Regions from separate parts of the Mus musculus genome. Here region 1 is linked to region 2. A link is a contact called in public promoter capture Hi-C data. All regions are on one chromosome and are shown on one strand. Each heading gives the region's core, a stretch centred on a gene start, on an enhancer-like site or on the middle of the called end of the contact. The rest is flanking DNA. Distances are from core to core; before and after follow the strand shown. Region 1 holds the start of Lyg1 (lysozyme G-like 1). Region 2 holds the start of Mitd1 (MIT, microtubule interacting and transport, domain containing 1).

Region 1 (4,189 bases), core at 144-2,643, 67 kb after region 2:
TTTCCCATGGCCTGTGATCTCATGCACTTGTTGAGTTTGGGTTATGAGGAAACCCAAACTAGGGAAAACATAGAAGGTTTGAGAAAGACTTTTTCCTCATTGTTGGCAAATTCATAATCGCTCCCTTTGCCATGGAGACTGTCTGAAGGGGGCTTCTTCTGTCTGTGTACCTCTGTTCTTGCTCTTCCTCATTTTTTCTGAGTTAAGAAATCTGGGAAGACCATCATCCCTGTGTGAGCCCAGGAATATTTCCTTCTGAACAAATATCTAATAAAAAAGATCCTGGCTTCCTCCATCATAGAATCTTAAAATACATCTGACTTTTAATGCTAATAGCCAAAACTTAAACTGTTAGACCCCCTAGTGTTAGCTCTTTCACAGCTTCCAAGAAAAGAAAGGCTCTTCTATAGACATGCACACACACCCCACCCCCAAGACACCACACGAGCTTGTCTGGGTCAATGTTTTATCCTCAAGATTGAAAGTGGGAAAGGACAGGGGCTTGCCATCTGGCAAAGTACCAACACTTCAGTCCTTCAGCCTTGAAAGAACAAGAAAGACCTTCTCTTTGATCTATTGCCAACAGAAAGAGGACAGGAGGCACATGGTTCTGCAAGCTTGCCCTCAGCAGCCTGCAGCCCGAGGAAATCCTGTAATCTTTCAGGGACCCCAACCCAGGCAAACCCAGGATTCATGGCTTTGGCATAGAGAAGCATTTTAGGACCAGACTGTATGAAGCAGAGTTGCTGATTTTTAAGGGCAATATTTTAAGCATAAGGAAAGAGGCACTCGGGAAGAAAATAAGACATTTCATATTCACTTCCCCTCAGGAAGTGAGTGAAGCAGTTGTTGACTGTGCTGGCAAGAGACCTCAGCCAGACTCTGAAGCAAGGGACTTCAGTCCCTCCCTATTCATGGCCCATAGTTTTCCCCATCTTTCTTCATGGCCCCAGTATTGCTGTTAGTGTTAAATGAGCACATATTTCTGTCCTGCTGTTTGAGGTCTTGCACATGTGCACATATTCAAAAGAAGCCCTACATGTGCACATATTCAAAAGAAGCCCTACATGTGCACTGAGAGAAATAATAAGTTTGTATAATGATTGTAAATGAATAGAAAGAATTATTCTATCATCTTAACTTTTCTAAAACGTGATCTTTTCTTGCAAGATCCTTAAGTTTCATTTGGTTCAATCTTATTTACTCAGAAGCAGAGACACAATCATTGTCAATTGATTAACATATCCTGGAAGTTTCCATCTAAATAGATAAATAAACCCAGGGTTGGCTAATCACCATTCAATTAGCATATCCTAAAATTTTCGTTCCGAGTAAGCTCAGTACAAGTCCAGGGTTGGTTCCCACTCACCTGTCTTCAGTCAGCTCCTCTTCCTAGAGACGGTCAGTGCTCGGAACCTTATATAGGGTCTCATCTTGCTGCTTCTTCTTAAAAGTGCTGACCTCATCTTATTATAAGATTTACAGCTAAATCTCATAAATTATAGTAATAATCATAATTATAAATACTTTGAACTCATATGGGGATTTATTCAAGAATGTCCTGGCATTCTGCACCCATCAACCAATTAGCTCTTTACCACACCTTGGAGGACAAATCATAATTGCAGGTTCTTGATGGAATGCAAAGGTCCGACATCTGTCTTTATTCACACCCATTTATTGTCATGTAAGGAATCAAGAAAGGGAGGGATGGAGAAAGAGAGAGGAGGGATATTGAGGCAGGAAAAGACAGAGAAGAAGGAGAAAAGGCTGAAAGAAGAAAGAAAGGATGAGAGGGAGAGAGGGGAGAAAGGGAGGGAGGAAGGGGAGAAAGGGAGAGGAAGGGAGAAGAAGGGAGAAGAAGGGAGGGAGGGAGAGAGGAAGGGAGAGGGAGGGGAGGAAGAAGGGAAGAAGGAGGGAGGGAATCTGGATTTTCATAAACTCCTAGTCCATACTTGGGACTAGTAGAGCTTCCTGTTAAGGAGTTTACAGTTCAGCATCCCCAGCTCAGAATCTGTTGTTCTATCCACGACTGAGATAGTTTGAGTCTAAGCTCCAATACCAGGAAGCGAGGTGAGCCCCAGGAGGTGGAGAGGCAGAAGCGCATGAGAGGAACCATAGGCAGATAAGACACACTTCATCCACCAGCATCCAGGCTGTTGGGCAGGCAGACAGCAGCAAGCACCCTGGCACATACAGCCATGTAGTCCAGCACACTGGCCATACATGGTAGACACAGGCTTACAGACAGACACAAACAGGCAGACTGGTGAAGGTGAGGGAGAAGGTCTCTGACCTCAAGGCCATTTTTATACAGATTTACCCAAAAGTGGCGTTCTCCCAGGAATAGTTACATAAGAGATTGTGTTACTGCTTACTTCGAGGTTCCCTGGACATCCAGTGTCTGCTTTTTTTTTTTTTTCTGGCTCACAGCCCCCAAGTCCAGTGTTAGCCATCTTGGCCATGCCAGATATCCACATCAGCACCATGTTCTCTATATTCTTGTTGGTTGTTTTGCTTTTCAAAACAGGGTTTTTCTGTATAACAGCCCTAGCTGGCCTGGAATTTGCTTTGTAGACCAGGCTGGCCTCGAACTTAGAGATCTGCATGTCTCTGCTTCCCGAGTACTGGGATTAAAGGTGAGTGCCACCATGCCTGGGTATACTCTACCCTCTTTAGACAACAATTGCTTTATGAGAGCAGGCTCATAAAGGTGTTGTCTGGGCCCATAACCCACATAGCAGTAGAGAGAACATCTAGTTTTCCAGGATTTCTTTCTGTCTGTGATAAAGTACCCTGACCCAATGCAACCTGGGAAGGAAGGAGATTGAAGGTGCGTCAGGAACTAGGGCAGAAGCTATAGAGGAACTGGCTTGGTTCCCCAACCATGCTCAGCAACCTTTCTTAGACAGCCTATGAGCCTAGGGATGACACTGCCCACAGTGGGGTAGGCTCTGGGACATCCTCATAGACTCCAGGCTATGTCAGATGAACAGATGAAGCCGTTGGGGGCAGATGGCAGGGCCACAGGCTAGGACACTGAAGGATATAGACTTGAACATTTGGCTTTTCTGAATTCTTACATCCGAGAAGTGAGTATGAGATTGCATGGTTCCTCCTCATCATTGGAGCCAAAAAAGGCGGGGTATCGGGCACATCATTGAAAACCAGATCCCGGAGAGGATCCAGGGCCTTCTCTCTATTTTGTTCAGAAGCAGTAACTAGGACACACAAGCAATTAAAATTTTTATTACAGTGTGGGGAAATTTAGGAATTCTCTGGCCCCAGCTACAAAGACAGCACACCATCAACACCAAGGGCATGCTGGCGTCCTAGAAATGTGTCTCTGGTCAGTAGCCAGCTTGTTGCCTGGCAACAGCTCCACAGAAATGATGCCCGTCCCTATCCCCAGGTTTGCTCTGTTCTTAGCCAGTTCTTTTGTGTATAGCCTTCCTTTCAAAGATCTAATTTACACTAAAAAACATCTGTCCCTAGACAAAGGGAGGAACCCAGATGCCCAGTGTGTGGAGGTCGATATGGCAAAGAAAATGTAGCTGGGCTTAGTGACCCGTACTGTAGTTCCAGCTACTGGGAAGGGGGAGGCAGGAGTATAGCTTGAGCCCAGATGTTCAAGGGCAGTCTGGGCAGCATAGTGAGGCCCTACCTCAGAAGTGAATGAAAGAGAGAGGGAAGAGAGGAGAGGAAGAGAGAGAAGAGGAAGAGAGAGGAGAGGAGAGGAGAGGAGAGGGGAGGGGAGGGGAGGGGAGGGGAGGGGAGGGGAGGGGAGGAGGACTGGAGGGGAGGGGAAGAGAGGGTTAGGGAGGGGAGGGAAGGGGAAGGGAAAAAGGAACTGCTCAGTGAGGTCCCACACACCTATATTCTCAGCACTTGGGAGGCAGAAGATTTCATATTTTGGCTAACTCGGGCTGCACACCAAGTAACTACCTTAAAAATAGTTTTAAAGACGTTTGTCTGTCTTAGACTTAGGTCAGACTAACTAGAAATAGCTCAAGATATTCCTTCTCAGCCTGGGACCAGGTTGCAACAGGGGAGGGCTTCCCACCGCCCACCCCACCTGCTCCATGTTTGTTTACCTCACAGAGCCAAGATCTACTCAGCTTGAGTTTGTGTGGCAAATGGATCAGGTCTTCTTGCTCTCTCGCCTTTCTCTGGGTTCTGCGTGGTGCTT
Region 2 (3,948 bases), core at 881-3,380:
GGCATTTTCTCAATTGAGTTTCCCACCTTTCAGGTAAATCTAGCTTGGGTCAACTTGACATAAAACTAGCTGCCATGCCTGGGGAGGAGAGCACTAGCTAACACTGACAGTACTGATACTTGGTAAGTGCTGGATAGTTTTATGTCAACTTCACATAAGCCTAAGTCATCTGAGAGGAGGAGGGGACCTCAATTAAGAAAATGCCTAGCTGAGCGTTATGACACATGTCTTTTTAATCTCAGCACTTAGGAGACAGATCTATGAGTTCAAGGTTAGCCTGGTCTACAGAGAGAGTTTGGATAGCTACGGCTACACAGAGAAACTCTGAGGAGGGGTGCCTCCATAGGTTTGGCCTCTGGCAAGCTTGTAGGGTATTTTCTTTATTGGTGATTGATGGAGAAGGGCCTAGCCCATTGTGAATGGAGCCACCCCCTGGCTGGTGGTCCTGGGTTCTATAAGAGAGCAGGCTGAGCAAGCCATGATGAACAAGCCAGCCTGCAAGCAGCACTCCTCCATGGCCTCTGCATCAGCTCCTGCCTCCAGGTTTCTTCCCTGTTTGAGTTCCTGTCCTGACTTCCTTCAATGATGTACTACAATGTGGAAGTAAATAAGCCCTTTCCTCCCCAGCTTACTTTTGGTCATGGTGTTTCATCCCAGCAACAGAAACCCTAACTAGGACAGCAAGCTAAAAAAAAAAAAGAGAGAGAGAGAGAGAGAGAGAAAAAAAAATTTTTAAGTGGAGGTATTCTCTGTGGATAGATAAAGCTGCTCCCAGAAACACAACTTACTAAACAAATAAATAGGAAAAATAAATAGATAGATAGATAGATAGATAGATACACCCCAGTGCTGAGAGTGGGCTGTGAGTTCCCCCCAAACAATACAGGATTGCCCCTGCTTTTGGATGTCCATCAAAACTCATTCATAAGACCCTATTGCTAAAGATGCCACATGCCTTGACCACAGGTCGAGAACAAACTGGAGCTGGTTGAAAGCGTCCTCCTTGTTGGATAGTACCACGGTGTTGGATGGTGCTACTCAAGCTGCTGGGGGAGAAATGTCTTACTCAGCCACTCCCTCTGTTAAAACCAACCATCTGGGAAAGATGAGCCCATTGGCGCAATCGTGGTAAATGTGGTACCCAACTGCTTTCTGATTGGATGTGAAGTCTGCTTGACAAGAGGGACTCTCATCTGGTACTTTATACCTAACTAAAAATCAAGACTGTGGCGGTCCTAGGCCCTAGGGGCCGTACTACTACTGCTGTAGTTTTATTAAATCAACATGATGTATCTGCCAAACTGCCCTCTACCTCATTATGTTTATGCCCATAGAGCAGTGCTGTAGTCCACATGGTCAGAGAAGCCTCTTCCACCAGTACCGGGTAGTGACTGCAGAGACTGACAACTGGTTGGTGCACATAGAATAAATGGCCGTGGAATGCACCCCCATCTTGAGAATGAATATATAATCATTGATGGAGGAGGGAGAGACAATTTAGTCAGTGCTGTAGTCGCTGGTAACGTGCACATAGCTCTGTAAACAAACTTCCACCCTAGTGAAACTCAATGGATCATAGTTGGGGTGAGGGCAGGAAGGTGAGCCAGAGGAAGGAGAAAAATCATGTCACAAACTGACAACAACGAAGAATAAAATTGATTCAAACGCAAGACCTATCAAGCCTTATAGATTATATTTGGTTATGCCTCTTATGGTCCTTAGCGATAACATCGGTCTATTGCAAAGGCCACCACCTCCGTTGTCCTGCAGATTATCAGAATATAACTCCTGAATTTGAATGCTTCCTGGTAGTTAGTAAGTTTCGTTTTCTTAAGTTTCCGCTCAGTCCCAGACAGAGCGGAAACCGAAACTCGCTCACCTTTCAGAACCTGCAAGAGCATGTCAATCCCCTCCTGGTAACACACCAGAGCCTGCTGGTACCGGGACTCTGCATCCAGCTCTACTGCCCGCTTTAGTACCGCCACCGCCGCAGTGCTATCGGAATCCTGTCCCAGGCTGGACTTAGCCATCACTGTGACAACTCCTGGGCACCGCCAGCAAATTCCAAGAGCTGACCCACTGCGCTTCCAGGAAGCGCACGCGTGACGCCGCTGCGCCTGCGCTGTCTTCTATGGCGCGTTGTGAATGGGCCGGGACAAAAAAAAAAAAAAACCTTTCCCGGAACCAAAGAACCGTACGGTCTGTGACGGCAACGGCGTGGTTTGAATGTTGCACTGGGTCCACCTGCCTCTGTTCCTCTCCTTCCGGCTGCGGGGACGTTCGGAGTGGACACAGCGGTCGCCGGTGAGTGCGGTCGTGGGAGCTAGAGGCTCTCTCTGCAGTTACGAAATGACTTTCTTTCTGTTTCGAGTTGGAGGTCCCGCAGACCTATTTCTTGATCTTCTGAAAGCAGCCAGGTTGTCACTTTATTCGAGTCGTGCTGCGACGCGCGTGTCTCTGAGAGTCTCACTCGTGTAGATCTAGGTCCGAGCCATCCAAGCGTCAGTGAAATTTATTATTTTTTTTTAAGAAGGCAAAACTTGCTTAATTTTAAGATGTTGCGATTTTAGAGTGCTGAGTTTTTGGAGTTGCTGTTTATTAAAGACAGTGATTTTGCAGGCCCCTGTGATTGTCACTTGTTAAAGCAGCTGCTTTTGGTGGCTGAGAGGCCGTTATGACGGCTGCCTACTACCTTTACGTCCTGGGAATTCGAAGAAGAGAGACATTTGTTGATTTCAGAGAACGCGGTTGATTGCACGGGAAATTCAGTGTTCTGTATTTTCAGGAATGTTCACTCCTCGTTATAGATATATACCTTGACCCTTTAGAAAGAGAAATTAATTAAAGAACCACTTACGAGCTGGTGTTGTAGTTTAGGGGTAAAGAGCTGTTTACGTGCATAACCATTGTAAAAAAGCAAAACAACAACAAAACTCCAGCAAACCTTTCGGGGTGAGGGAGAGGAAAAATGGTTTTGGCAGCCTTTTGTTTTTCTGTGTATACTCATATATTAACATATTAGAAAATAGAAATAGGTTATATATCCCATGTGATAAATGGTATTTTTCAGTTTATTTTTATGTGTATGGGTGTTTTGCCTGTCATATCTACACCATGTGCGTGTAGTGCCCATGGAGGCCAGAAGATAGTCAGATCCCCTGGAACTAGATAGAGTTAAAAAAACATTTGTAAGCTTCCAGGTGGTCACCGGGAATTAAATGTGGGACCTCTGGAAGAGCAGCCAGTGCTCATAACTGCTGAGCCATGTCTCCAGCCCCATTTTTCTGGTATTTGCAACAGTACAGAGGAAAGTTGTTGTACAGTAGATGGCAGTATAATTGCTTCAAGGTCCAAAAGCTACGCACATAAGAATAATGCCTACTGTATTGAAATGAGTTGCAGCTCAGAGCACTTATATTCTGTATGCAAGGCTATGGGTTCAATCCCCAGTACCTTCCCTCACCAAAAGGAAAAACAACAACAACAAAAAGCAGTTTTGATGGTGCTGCCTGCTTATATCTGAAATTAAACTTCAGCAGAGAATCTTGAGTGCCGAAGCTGCTTTGAGAGACACATCTATGACTTGAGCAGATCCAAACCAAAATATAAAGTCCTTGTCTTCTGGCACTGTCCCGTGTACAGAGTGGAGACAGCCACTAAATGGTAAACCAGCAAAGTACAATAGAACACGAGTACTCAAGTAAGGCAAGGTGCAGAAGTGCTGGCAGGGCTGTGGCTGCGAATGTTAAGCTGTTTGGTGGAGGTAGTCCTCATTCAGGACTGAAACAGCGTGATCCAGGTAGACCTGTTGACAAGAGAAGGTTTGAGCCAAAATAGGGAGAAGACCTCCAGCTTCAACTAGGTGTTGAACCCAGAAACTCATGCATGCCAGGTAAGCGTTGTACCTCTGAAACATATTCCTAGTTCCAGCTTTAATTTTTTTTAATT

The links. Promoter capture Hi-C pulls out the DNA fragments that hold promoters and counts their contacts.
Region 1: a contact with region 2 is called in a promoter capture Hi-C map of embryonic stem cells, with 3 times the contacts expected there. The contact joins the promoter of Lyg1 here to the promoter of Mitd1 in region 2. A contact is called at or near these places in 14 of 39 promoter capture datasets (the 3T3-L1 cell line, 3T3-L1-derived adipocytes, the HPC-7 cell line and 8 more), 14 of 484 Hi-C or Micro-C datasets (the G1E-ER4 cell line, the HL-1 cell line, the HPC-7 cell line and 3 more), 8 of 115 datasets of contacts at active chromatin or transcription factors (the SCID.adh cell line, astrocytes, embryonic forebrain and 3 more) and 3 of 9 other capture datasets (adipose tissue, liver and pancreatic islet).

The regions. Positions count from the first base shown.
Region 1 is chr1:37,956,366-37,960,554 of GRCm38.p6, forward strand. It overlaps Lyg1 (lysozyme G-like 1), which reads right to left and starts at 1,394. Exons shown (of 6, transcript NM_027111.3): 1 at 1,370-1,394.
Region 2 is chr1:37,888,281-37,892,228 of GRCm38.p6, forward strand. Mitd1 (MIT, microtubule interacting and transport, domain containing 1) reads right to left here and starts at 2,131. Exons shown (of 7, transcript NM_026913.3): 1 at 1,880-2,131. The coding sequence starts at 2,030. It overlaps Mrpl30 (mitochondrial ribosomal protein L30), which reads left to right and starts at 2,197. Exons shown (of 6, transcript NM_027098.3): 1 at 2,197-2,304.